Linked DNA regions of Bombyx mori: region 1 is linked to region 2. Evidence: chromatin contacts called from public Hi-C data. All regions are on one chromosome and are shown on one strand. Each heading gives the region's core, a stretch centred on a gene start, on an enhancer-like site or on the middle of the called end of the contact. The rest is flanking DNA. Distances are from core to core; before and after follow the strand shown. Region 1 overlaps LOC100126867 (FancJ-like protein). Region 2 has its middle 19 kb from the start of LOC101735390.

Region 1 (6,672 bases), core at 4,120-6,619, 220 kb after region 2:
GAGAAAAGATTTGTTTGTTTCTTTGTATTGAATAGGCTCCGAAACTACTGAACCGATTTGAAAAATTCTTTCACTGTTTGGAATTATATATTTCTGAGTGACACGGGCTTAATCTTTTTTGAAAAAATTAGGGATCCTTACTGAAATTACAATAATGTAACCCAATGTGTACAAAAAAATTAGCTAAAATATTCTTTACATCGCGTGCCCTGCGAAAACTATTGATGATAGAATAAAGTAATGTAGGTACTACAACTTTGTAGAACAGTTTATTATTTATAAAAAGTGTCGTGACAGCACAGTCTAACTATTATAGTTATGCCGCAATAAGTATTCTTTTATTTAAAAAAATAAAACAAAGTCAAACATCGTTGCAATTTTTGTTGAATACCTCCCCGAGCGGAGCCGGAGCGGGCCGCTAGTATTCTACAACATTAAAATATTTGATATTATATCGAGGAATGAAAGGCTATTTATTTGGTTTAAGCGATATTTTTTCTTAATACGCGAATTTTATCTTTGTAATTAAAGGTGAGTTTTATTTCATATTAGTATCAATACTACGATGTTTTTAATGGAACTTCAATTAAGTTTACTCCGTTCAAAGGGCTGAAGAAGGTTTTTTGTTATGATATTTTTTCGTAACAAGAACTTTAAAAGGCTTAGGTACCTGTAAAGTTACAAAAATGTCGCTTATACCAAATAGCTTTTCAATGGTCGATATAATTGTATTTTATAGTTAAACTAGCGACCCGCCCTCGCTTCGCTTAGGAAACTGTAATTTATTATTGATTTCTCCACTATTTAATGGACGTTATTATACATATAAACCTTCCTCTTCAATCACTCTATCTATTAAAAAAACGCATCAAAATCCGTTACGTAGTTTTAAAGATTTAAGCATACATAGGGATATAGGGACAGAAAAAGCGACTTTGTTTTATACTATGTAGTAATAATGCTAATACAATATTTAATGCAGTTAAATACACTTGCGTCTGCGAAACCGCTTGAATGATTTAATCTCTGCAGTACTCTTAGAAGCAGTTTATGAGAATAGCTATCAATGAAAACAACTAAAATTTACAATTCACAAAATCGGCGGCACTTTCATCTCGACGACATTAACCCAATATTTTTATATATGAACGACTCTTTGCAAAGGTATCTCGCGCGTGTCTATGTCAATTTAATAAAAATAAATATTAATTTAGATATATTGTGAAATTCACTAAAAAACAATTCGTTATTTATTTCGAAGAACCTTTGACCCTTTTCATGCTAATATAAGCTTTTAAACATGTTTTTCGACACAAAAGAAAACCTATTAGACCGTATATTATTATTATTTTCTCGTGTTCTGCTCTTGTCGTTTACAACTCATTAAAATTATGTTTTTTTACCGTTTCGTGCAAGCCGGCGTTTAAGTTCCTAATAGTCGATTGCAACGAAGCTATTTGTCTTTTTTTTTTTTTTTCAAAAGTCTTTCTCGATTTTAAACTTTGCCGTCTACTTAACCATGAGGAACACATTTGAATTCGTCGTGGCCTAAAGGATAGGACGTCCGGTGCATTCGTATGTAGCGATGCAACGGTGTTCGAATCCCGCAGGCGGGTAAGAATTTTTCTAATGAAATACGTAATTAACAAATGTTGAAGGTGAAGGAATAACATCGTGTAATAAAAATCAGACCCGCAAAATTATAATTTGCGTAATTACTGGTGGTAGGAGCTCTTGTGAGTCCACACGGGTAGGTACCACCGCCCCGCCTATTTCTGCCGTGAAGCAGTAATGCGTTTCGGTTTGAAGGGTGGGGCAGCCGTTGTAACTATACTGAGACCTTAGAACTTCTATCTCAAGGTGTGTGGCGCATTTACGTTGTAGATGTCTATGGGTTCCAGTAACTACTTAACACCAGCTGGGCTGTGAGCTCGTCCACACATCTAGGCAAAAAAAAAGTATCGTTCTCTATTTTTTACTGCACGAACCACCTGGGTGTATAAGAGTTGTCAGGGCCTATAGACATAACAGCATGAATGTCGCCACTCTATTTGAGACATGAGGTCGAAGTCTCAACGCCATAATATAACGGGTACTCGAAACCGAAACGCATAAGCATAACTGCTTTCATAAATTACCAGAATGGTTTGGTATAGAATCTTTCATGATGGCCGCATATTACAAGTTAGGGTTACAAAATGAGATCAAATAATATTTATCAATTTTTTTTTGTTTGTGACAGAGAGAAAGAGAGAGATTATTATCATACAAAAAACGTGTTTTGGTAATTTTATTAGAATTATATGCTGTAAGACTCACACGGTATAGAGTAATTGTACATAGTTCTACCCCTCTCAAAATCATTTATCACATCTGAAGACAATTGGGCTATTGCAATGCTTGCCGTATTCTATACATCGAACATCCAAATAACGATTTAGAACGTTATTGTTCTTGATATATGACAGTCATTGAAAGATTAGACATGGTCCACCACCACCACCCTGCCTATTCCTGAGGTAAATCAGTAATGCATTTTTGTTTGAATAGTTGTACTGGTCAAGGTGTCGTCAAGGTGAGTGGCGGTATTTATGTTATAGACTTCTATGGGCTCTGGTAACCATGTGACTGAACACCATGTGACCAGGTGGGTCGTGAGCTCGTCCAACCATCCAAACGGAAAAAAAAATGTGCGTGCGTACAAAGTACACATGTCAGAAGTGAAACTTTTTTGGCGAACTAATTTATAAGTCTTGCTTATATTTATACAAATCTAAAACTTTAGATTTCCGAGACTTAGAGGATGGGAAAAACGAAGATATGTTCCCGCCAAAAGTCTGTCAAATGTCAATCTCAAACCTCAGTGTTGACAGTCACATTATGTTTAGATTTCTAAATTGTAAATGACTAATATTTTGCCAATTGACTAATTTAATTTCATGCTATTTGATTAATGTTCCAAATTCTTTTCATTTCATTTCAATTCCTATTAACATTTTTCACAAAAAAATTATAAAATATTAGGCTGTATGGTATGATACATTTTCCTTTCCAGTTGGAAAAATACAACAACTACTACTACTGACATTTGACAAGTACTTAATTTCAATAGTAGTTTGACGTCACTTCCGTTGCATACCTGCGTGACGTTCTGTAAAAAATTTACCCTCATGCGCCTAAAGAAGTTTCACTTCAAAAACTTTTCTATTCCGGAGTCTACGTTCGCTGGCAATATATAAATTAAAATCTGTTACTATGTCTAACACTCGTCACAGAGAGTGCCACGTCGCATTGGTGGACGTTAAAGATTAGACAGAATTGTAATTTTACAGTTTTAAGCACGTCAATCTATTAATGTGATGGGCGTTTGGCATTTGTTCCGTGACTCTTACCCCCGACGTTCACCGAAATTTTATCATTTTTCCAATTTGTTGTTTGTTTGTGTATACGTTTTTTTATTATTTTCACAATGATTGGTGGCTGCTTAATCGGACATCGTTCGATTCGATCGCTCGGATGGCGTGGCGTTAGACAGTTAATCATTGTTTGTAATAAGAATGTGATCATGAATTATTTTAACGGATAGTTTTTAGTGCGCGGATATAGTGACTGCGACGTTTACGTGTATACCGACTCCGCAACGGCATTTTTCTATTCTATACTAGCTGACCCAGCAGACTTCGTAGTGCCTCAATCGATAAATAAAAGACCTAAACTTTTGTATAAAATATACTTAAAACCAACAAACGGAATCCGTCCGACGGAGAACACATCAAAGGAAAAACAAAATTGTTATTTTTATATTATAATTCCGAGCATTTTCATATTTATCTACATTTTAAACCTTCTCTGGACTTCCACAAATAATTCAAGACCAAAATTAGCCAAATCGGTCCAGCCGTTCTCGAGTTTTAGCGAGACTAACGGACAGCAATTCATTTTTATATATATAGATATATAGTTCTATATATTTATTTTAAAAAAGTAGCCGTCGTTGGATGATATGCGAACTTCAATAAGTGAATTTCCGACCCAGCCACCGAAACGTGAACAATTTGCTGGTAACCTAAGAGACTGTTCCATCTACGCCCGGACCCTATCTGCCTTCTTTTCCCTACCTATTCGTTGGTGGGTGGGAAGGGGCTATTCCAGCTACGCCCGGACGGGTAGGTGAGCTCACGGGCTCAACCTCATAGAATTTGCTAACACTAGCCCTAGCAAGAGCGGTACTTCGCAGAATCTACCACCGGATCGGAATTGCGACCCACCGGGAAGATCCGGCGAGAAACTTAGTGGACTGTGTCTTTGGGTTAGTTCGCTCGTCGAGTTCGACAAGGACGGTGACCAGTGCTTGAGAGGTCTAAGAGCACCGAAAGTTAATCCAGGGGATCCGACAAGACATGTTTCTGGTGACGGTTGCTTTGCGTTGACCCCTCGCGATCTGATAAGCGTGATGTGTATATTTAACTCAAAGCTGATAGTTAAAAAAATCAACAGAAATATTGTATATTGAAAATTCATATCCAAGTACCTATAGCTCAAATTAGACTTCAAAAAATATGTGGTACATATTTTTTGTGGTATCAGTGGTATGCTTCGTTCTCAGGTACTTTTTTTTTGGTAGACCACTTGGATACATTTGCCACTACGACCCTTCTAATAATACTTCTGGTTTCGAACGCGCTCGAATTTGAAGATCCAAATAAATCAGATATTAAATTAAATTAACAAATGTTTTACATTTAATCATAGACGTGGGAAACGTTAAGAACTTTTGTGTACCGTTTTGTCTTTAGTTTAAATATGTGGTACGTAGCGCCATCTATTGCGGAATAGCGGAACCAAAAAAGATGAAATTGCTTTTAAAGAAAACGTATCGTTGCTATAATAATCTCAGACAAGACAATATAATACAAAAGTGGTTTTACAGTGAAATATTAAAATTAAAAACTATTTAATACTAAATACGGACTATGTTCAATTAATTACAATGTGTCAATTAAAGGAAGGCTACTAACTTTCCTTTTGGCTTATAAACAACTTACCGTGAACTACATCGACCACGTGATGAAGATAATGGCTATTATAATGTAATAAAGGCTAGAGAAGTAGTTTTACTATTCTATGAAGAATAGAACAGTATGATTGGTTCGCAAAAGAAATAGAATGGTTGCTGGTAAAATTCGTAACCTTACACTGCCAGTTCATAAATACTGCGACAGTTAATGACGCATACATAAAAAATCGCGGGCGTGAATTTCATTAAACGATATTATTTCTTCATGAAGTTGAAGTCATGAACGCGTATAGGCACTTACTTGTTTAGTAAAATGTACCTGCCTCAGACTATAAAAGCTGGTGTAGTACTATTATTCGATACTCGTTGAAGCTGAAAAGCTTACCTACACCTTACACCAAACAGGCCATAACCTTGTGTATATCTGCTAGCTAAGCTACTAGTCTAGTAGCTAGTTTGACTATCTTAAACGTTAAGTTAATTAAATCTTTGTGTTTCGAACACGGCTATAGACGAATCGCTTGATACGAATAGACTAGGTTTCTTATTTTTAAAGGTGTCAAAATATCTTCTAATACGAGTAATAAAATAGAACTAGAGGTCCCGCAGTAGTCGAAATCCGACTATAATTAATTGGAATTGTAAGTTTGTACACTGTTAAGATTGTATTTTATACTTCTATAATCACAAATTTCGCCAAGGCTACTCTATAAAAAAATATTAATAGAGATAAACAATAATCTATTCTCAATTTGACCACAGACGTCAAGAACAAAAATTTGACAATAAATAGTATGCATGCGTGTGTGCGTCAAATACATGGTATATAGTGTGTGTAATGCTTTCTTTATTGATTTAATGTATCTCTTATGCATTATTTTAAAAAAATATTAGCATTGTGCACTTCTTCTCTATGTTCTCTATAAGTGTGGAAAATTTCATACTCCTCCGTCCGCGCAATATTCGTAAAAAGGGATACAAAGTTTTTGGTTCACGTATTAATAAAATAGAATTTTTGTTTGCTTTGCTGTTGTAGTTTCTGTTAAAGCGCCATCTACATGAATCGCTGTGAACTAAAATTGTAATCGTTTTTGTATTTAGATAACAGCGCCATCTATGCAGAATCTAATAAAATACTACCATTTAGAACTAACATGTAAGTTAAACAGAAACCGAATCTAACTTATCTTTTCTTGAGAAGACTTTAGTTCATTGCATAAAAGCTAATGAACCGTGTGGTATTTGGGTCAAAAAATCACTACTAGATGATAATAAAAGGCAAAGATAAAAAAGTTAACAATTTTACTTTTTTGAGTCTTAATTTTTTTTTAACGCATTAAATAAAATACATTTAAATTTTCAGTATTTAGTACGAATATTTTAGTCTTTACGTATATAGAATTTTTGACTTTTGTCCAAAGTAACGGTTAATTGTTTGAACTTAATTAGTTTTATAAATCAAAGGAAGAAAATTCATATTCTTTGCAGTTCTTTAAACGGTCCACTTCATTATTCATTAATTTATTTTTATTTTATTACAACTCGAACACTATATTTGGAAGAAGTGCCTTTCTAAGTTGAACTAGAATAATTAAAACCCTTTTATCTCGAAATTCCTTTGATGACGACAATTCCCTAACTCGATTTTTAAGGTA
Region 2 (6,556 bases), core at 3,295-5,794:
TAAGAATAGCTCCTTTATTAACGAATGCTTATTTGGAACCAAAAATAAATTCTCGTTTTTTCCCCGAACCTTTAGTTATAATAATAAAATTAAGTAAAACGTACTAAATTTCTTTGTATTGTTACTCAGCACTCAACAAATTGCATGACGTTATAATGACAGTTGCTGTCAAGACCTACCGCCATTTTGTGTTCGGTTATCAACAGATGTCACAAATACTGGGTTAGTAAGCCACTAATTGAATAGAAATGTTTAAAAGTATAATGTGAAAATATTAATGAAAAGTATCGATAGCATATGGAAATTTACAAAAAAAATGACTATAGTTAATGTATCTTGAATTTAGATAAGAGTTGGTTTAGATAAGCGCTTCGGGTTCTCATAGCGATAGTTAAATAGCTGAGCGTATATTTTTTCTGTCTATTTGCGTAATTACTGGTGGTAGGAACTCTTGTGAGTCCGCGCGGGTGGGTACCACCACCCTGCCTATTTCTGCCGTGAAGCAGTAATGCGTTTCGGTTTGAAGGATGGGGCAGCCGTTGTAACTATACTTGAGACCTTAGAACTTATATCTCAAGGTGGGTGACGTATTTACGTTGTAGATGTCTATAGGCTCCAGTAACCACTTAACCCCAGGTGGGCTGTGAGCTCGTCCTTCCATCTAAGCAATAAAAAAAAGAAATTCAAACAGCTATCATGTTTCTCATTTTCTACGCTACCGCTAAACAAGGAAGTTGATGTATTTTGCATTTATCACACATACCCTGCTTATACTGAAAAAGATCCTGCTGGCTGATCCTGAAAGGCTGTTGCAAATTAAGGAGATAATTTAATCTCCAGAAATAAAATATGTAAAAAACTGTTTAACTGCTAAAAATATATGACATAAACTCAAGGATATATATGAAAGTAAACGACCTACTAAGAAGGCTTAACTCCTCAAATAATTAATTGTTGCAAAATATAAAGAAGGTGATGATTTATGAGAGCACTTAGACAATTTAACCGACATTGTGGATAAGCTCGCCAACATGAATGTTGATATCTTACAGATCATTTTAATTCGTATCACCAGCGCTGATCTTGACGACGCATAGAGACGGGATTACTTTATCGACAGCCCCTAGTGAAGACTCAATTAAAAGAAGAAGACACATAAAAGATACATCCCGTATTATAAATAGGTATATGACAAGCAAGATGTAGGGGAGACCAGGGCAAGATGAGATAGCTAAGACAAAGCTCGCTGTACAGAGACAATTATACTCTTTAATTAAATTCTTTAACTAAACAAGTAATATCTATACATTTGTCTCTTAAAATAAATCGTTTTATTATGCAAAATCGCGATATTTTTTTTAACAAATAATGAATAACAATAATGAGGCGAATTTCCCGTCTTGCCCCATAGCTGGAGTAAAATGGGAAACGCTACGGGGCAAAAGTAGTAAAAAAAAAATTTATTGCCCTTGTAGGCAGACGAGCACACGGCCCACCTGATGGTGAGTGGTTACCGTCGCCCATGGACTTCAGCAATGCCAGGGACAAAACCAAGCCGCTGCCTACCGCTACATATTTTAATCAGGCAAACAGCGTTCACAAATACCTAAGCAAATTTTTTTTTGTCTAAATTTCGGACTATGCCTGAATTTTAATGGCTACTTTTTATGTACCACAATTTTATTCGAAAGATAATGTTCACGAAATATTGTTTTAACATCTCTGTTTTCCCGAACTAGGTATATTCAACTTTTTCGGAGATGATTGATCGGCGCGCAAAGACTAAAATGACTAAACTCCGTGTACATATTAAAAAAAAAAAACTGAACTGCCTCCTCGCGTATGTACGGTTTTTACATTATTCTATTTTACTTGTCTAAGTAAATTAGTAGAATAATAAAAGGTTACAAAACAAACATAGGTTTAAGCGGAAAACCTTTTGCCTATGAAAGGTTTCTCAAAAAAAATGCGTTCGTAAAATAAATTCTTTTGCCTTTTATTGAAATGTAATTTAGTCGGAACGCGCTCTGGTAACTCTGCAAATAGTTTATTAATTAAAAAATAACAAATGACAGATGAAAATTGATCTGAATTGAATCTTGCTCGTGAGACAAAAGTTTTTTTTTTTATCGCCACATTGTCTATGCTTCCTTTCATAGGTTCTTTTGACAATTTAAATTTCCCGATTCGTACGCAGAGGTGTCGTATTACGGTAATTACACGTTAGAACCGGAACTAGTGTGTGCTGAATAGGTAACCGCTTTCTGTATTCGATTTCTTTTTTCTAATGTTTTTTTTAATATGATATTTAGGGGTGAGCTTTCCGCCCGCAACAGCGCTTGCGTGGGTGGAAGCTTTATTTCGCGTGGATTGAGACCTGTGCTTAGTTCTAGGATGAGAGTTACCGAATTTAGTGAATATCGGTTCAGAGGTTTGGGCGGTGAAAAGGAAAATGCATACCTACACGATTAAATTTGTATAAATAACATTCGTATTAGAGAATATTCGAAAAATATTAAATTGTCAATAACTTTTTTTGATTTTTAATAAATAAAAAACTTATGTCCTGCTCCCAAGTTAGTCGTTGTCTAAGAAAACTGTATGAAATAGCCTACTGAGTTTCTCGCCGGCTCTTCTCAATTCTCAGTCAGTCGCGATTCCGACGATGCTCTTGCTAGGGCTAGTGTTAGCAAATTCTCTCAGGTTGAGCACGTGAGCTCAACTACATGACGATGATGATGATGAAAATGATATATTTTACTACTCTACCTCCGTAGGCAGACGAGCATACACACCTGATGGCGACTAATGGCCGTCGCTAATGGACATCAGCAATGCCAGGGGTACAGCCGAGTCGTTGTTTACCAAATATGGAGTAGATATATGGAAAAAAGATTTCTAGAAGCCCACCATCGATGAACGCAGCGGCTTCAGATATTATGGAAAAGTCTGTTCAGGTAAGATGTAGGGATCATCTTAAACAGTTCCTCAGAGGACTCCCCGCGGAATATACGATACAAAATACAGAGAAAATCGAAGTTCCTCCGACGACCCAAGCGATTCGTGAGAACGGGATTATCGACAATCCGAACGGTCGTCATCAGTAAATAAAAAAGTAATTAAAATAATAGCCGATATAGGTAATAGGTAGATATTATTTTTGATCTTTCGATTTGTATTGATAAGATCGACCCAAAGTGAATAATTTTTTTTTATTGCTTGGGTGATTGTACGAGCTCACAGCCCACCTGGTGTTAAGTGGTTACAGGAGCGCATAGACATCTACAACGTCAGAAACCATAGATATCTACAAGGCGCCACACACCTTGAGATATAAGTTCTAAGGTCTCAGTATAGTTACAACGGCTGTCCCACCCTTCAAACCGAAACGCATTACTGCATTACGGCAGATATAGGCGAGGTGGTGGTACCTACCTACCTGGTGGTCACAAGAGGTCCTACCACCAGTAATCATAAGAGGTCCTACCACCAGTAAAAAACCAGTAAAACCATGTGGTAGTCTGATTTATTATACAGTATCGGTTAGTCAGTTAGGCTATAGTTTTTTTTTGCCTACCTAGACGCTGGTAGCCGAGGGACTATTCCAGCTATGCCCGGACAAAGTATTGTTACAAGCTGAAGATGAGAGTAGCCTGGTGTAGCAGTTAACGGAGGAGAATAGGGCTGTCACACGTCATCTATTATTGTTATTATTATTTTTACTTAGATGCGTGATGAAGTTACGGCTCATATAGTGTTAAGCCCTTACTGGAGCCCATAGACATCAACATCGTGAATGAGGCCACCCACATTATGACATTCGTTCTAAGGTCTCACTTTTAACAGTACAACGGCTGCCCCGCTTTTCAAACCGAAACGCATTGCTGCTACACGGCAGAAATAGGCAGGGTGACGGGTGGTGGTACCTACCCCCAAGTCACAAGACCTACCACCAGTCAATAACTAAACTAACAATAATTTGAAGCTCTCAGGTATGATAGATATACTTTGGGACGTTAGTTTTAAGAAGAAAGAAAAGTTAATACATTAAAATATAATGATGCTAAATTAAAACTATCCATCTTAGATATTGGATTTTAGATACAAGCTGCTGATTTCAATATGCAAGAACTTTTAACCTAGCCTTACATTCACCCTTATTTCAAATCGTTAATTGATAAATTGTTCTCTAAACATAAAAGTCAAAGCACAAAATAACAAATTATTTGAATGTCTAAAAACGTTCTCTTGAAATCATCCTCAAAATAAAACATGAACGATTCAAGATGTTATAATTATAATGCCGAAAAATTTAAGTTCTCTTTAACTACACAAAGCAGACGAAGGTACAAATAAAAGACGGCAAAACTCGAAACCCTCCCTAAGACGTCACCCGAAAAAAAAAAAGCAAAAAAGAAACCTAAAATCGGCAAAAGGAAATTTATTCAGCCATCAAAAACGCAGAGACTTATAAAATAAATATCGGTCGATAACAATAGTAGGAGAGCTGCGTCGGCGCATCCATACGTCATCTCGCTCCAAGACCTATTAGCCCGGGAACCGCCCACCACAAAACCCACTGAGCATCAATTGGACGCGAAATTCGACGACGAAACGCCTTTCGAAGCGACATCTCTTTCTGACTCGCCGCGAAACGTATTTCGGTCTCATGCGTTGATTTTTTTTTCTGTTCAATGCGCGTCGACGACAAATAAAAAGGTTATTTGGCTTTATTCTTGTTTGTGGAGTGCTGGCTGCATGTGCAATGTTTGTATAGATCGTTTTTAGGTGTCTTTCAGATGTCCGATTTGAAACTTTGTCTTTTACAACGTTTTTCTATATATTTTTTTTCTGATATTTATCTAGATAGTTAGAGATTGGGCGTAACTTGTATCTTTTAGTTCGTTTATCAAGAGATATTTGATGCTATTTACGATAATATTAGAAGGTAAAAATGTTTTAACACGCTGATGTTCCTATGGTAAATACATATTAATTATCGACTCTCACAGATACAACGCGCGGTTGTTACAGCTACTGTACACGAGATGGCGCTAGTGGCGTATCGATTTTCTGTCGAAGTTTTATTGTATCATCAAAATTGTGTAGACATTCAATGTTTAATGTAATAAATTTGTACTGTTAGTAAATTATATACCTACTAATAGATATCAGCTTGGTTGAACAATTGATCCGCTAGACAAAAAATCTTTATTATAATTGTCCATTATTCATTATATTAAGTTGAAGCCACGAGTGAGTTTTAATTTGTGTATTCACTAAAGAAGTGTATCAAAGTGGGTGGTGACCTTTACTTTATTGATGTCCATGGGCACCCCCCTTAACAACAAATGGAACATGAGCTCGTTCACTTGTCTTAGCAATATAAAAAAGTCACGATGAAACTATAACAGCGATTTTTGGATTATCGATAATTTCCGATCACAAATATCTTCTTTTAGGAACTTTTCTTTTACCTCCATATTTTACAATGAATTTTTTCCCCTGCCTATTCTAGTATCCTCGAGGGGTTATTCTAGATTCACCGGTGTAGTAGTAGGTGAGCTCACGGGGCTCAAGCCGGGGGTGTTGCTAACACTGGCCCTTGCAAGAGCAGTACTTCGCAGAATCGTCGTGGCCTAACGGATAAGACGTCCGATGCATTTCTGATGAGCGATGCACCGGTGTTCGAATCTCAGGCGGGTACCAATTTTTCTAATGAAATACGTACTCAACAAATGTTCACGATTGACTTCCACGGTGAAGGAATAGCATCATCTAATAAAAATAAAATCCGCAAAATTATAATTTGCATAATTACTAGTGGTAGGACCTCTTGTGAGTCCGCGCGGGTGGGTACCACCACTCTGCCTATTTCTGCCGTGAAGCAGTAATGCGTTTCGGTTTGAAAGGTGGGGCAGCCGTTGTAACTATACTTGAGACCTTAGAACTTATTTTCAAGGTGGGTTTACGTTGTGGATGTCTATGGGCTCCAGTAACCACTTAACACCAGGTGGGCTGTGAGCTCGTCCAACCATCTAAGAATAAAAAAAAACTACCTCCGGATCGGAAACGCGACCCACTGAGTAGATCTGGCTAGAAACTCAGTGGGCTGTGTCTATGGGTTAATTTACTCGTCGAGCCCTTCGTCGCAAGCGACGGGTTCGACTAGGACGGTTACCGAAAGCGTATGTTTGATGTCCTATTCTGAACCGTTGATCCGGAGGTAGATTCAGCAAAGCACTGCTCTTGCTAGGGCTAGTGTTAACAAGTCCTCTAGGTTGAGCCCTTCGAGCTAGCCTACCCAATCGCGCGTGCGTTGAACTATCCTTAAGGCTACCAACGATTGGGTCGGAAAAAGAAAACAACTGACTTATTTGAGACGACGAGATCCACCACTGGAGCTGTCCTTATATACCAGCTAGAACAACTAGGCTGATCTGAAGTAAGTTCCCGCAGAAAATTCTCCACTGATCAGTTCTAGCTTTGGAATTAACTTCTCGCTTTCGTTTTCTATGAGGCTATGTTTTAATTCAAAGGTTTTTTTTTTATTGCT

What was found. A called contact is a pair of places that touch in the nucleus more often than the background predicts.
Region 1: a Hi-C map of whole pupa shows a contact between it and region 2, with 6 times the contacts expected there. The contact joins two enhancer-like sites. A contact is called at or near these places in 4 of 7 Hi-C or Micro-C datasets (middle silk gland, posterior silk gland and whole pupa).

Annotation. Positions count from the first base shown.
Region 1 is chr16:8,666,657-8,673,328 of ASM3026992v2, forward strand. All of the region lies in intron 2 of LOC100126867 (FancJ-like protein), which reads left to right. Among protein-coding and RNA genes, the nearest start is that of LOC100126867, 12 kb to the left of the region's middle. Within about 2 kb of position 5,370, at least 4 of the 8 cell types and tissues checked have open chromatin away from gene starts, as enhancers often do.
Region 2 is chr16:8,444,412-8,450,967 of ASM3026992v2, forward strand. No RefSeq gene overlaps it. Among protein-coding and RNA genes, the nearest start is that of LOC101735390, 19 kb to the right of the region's middle. Within about 2 kb of position 4,545, at least 8 of the 8 cell types and tissues checked have open chromatin away from gene starts, as enhancers often do.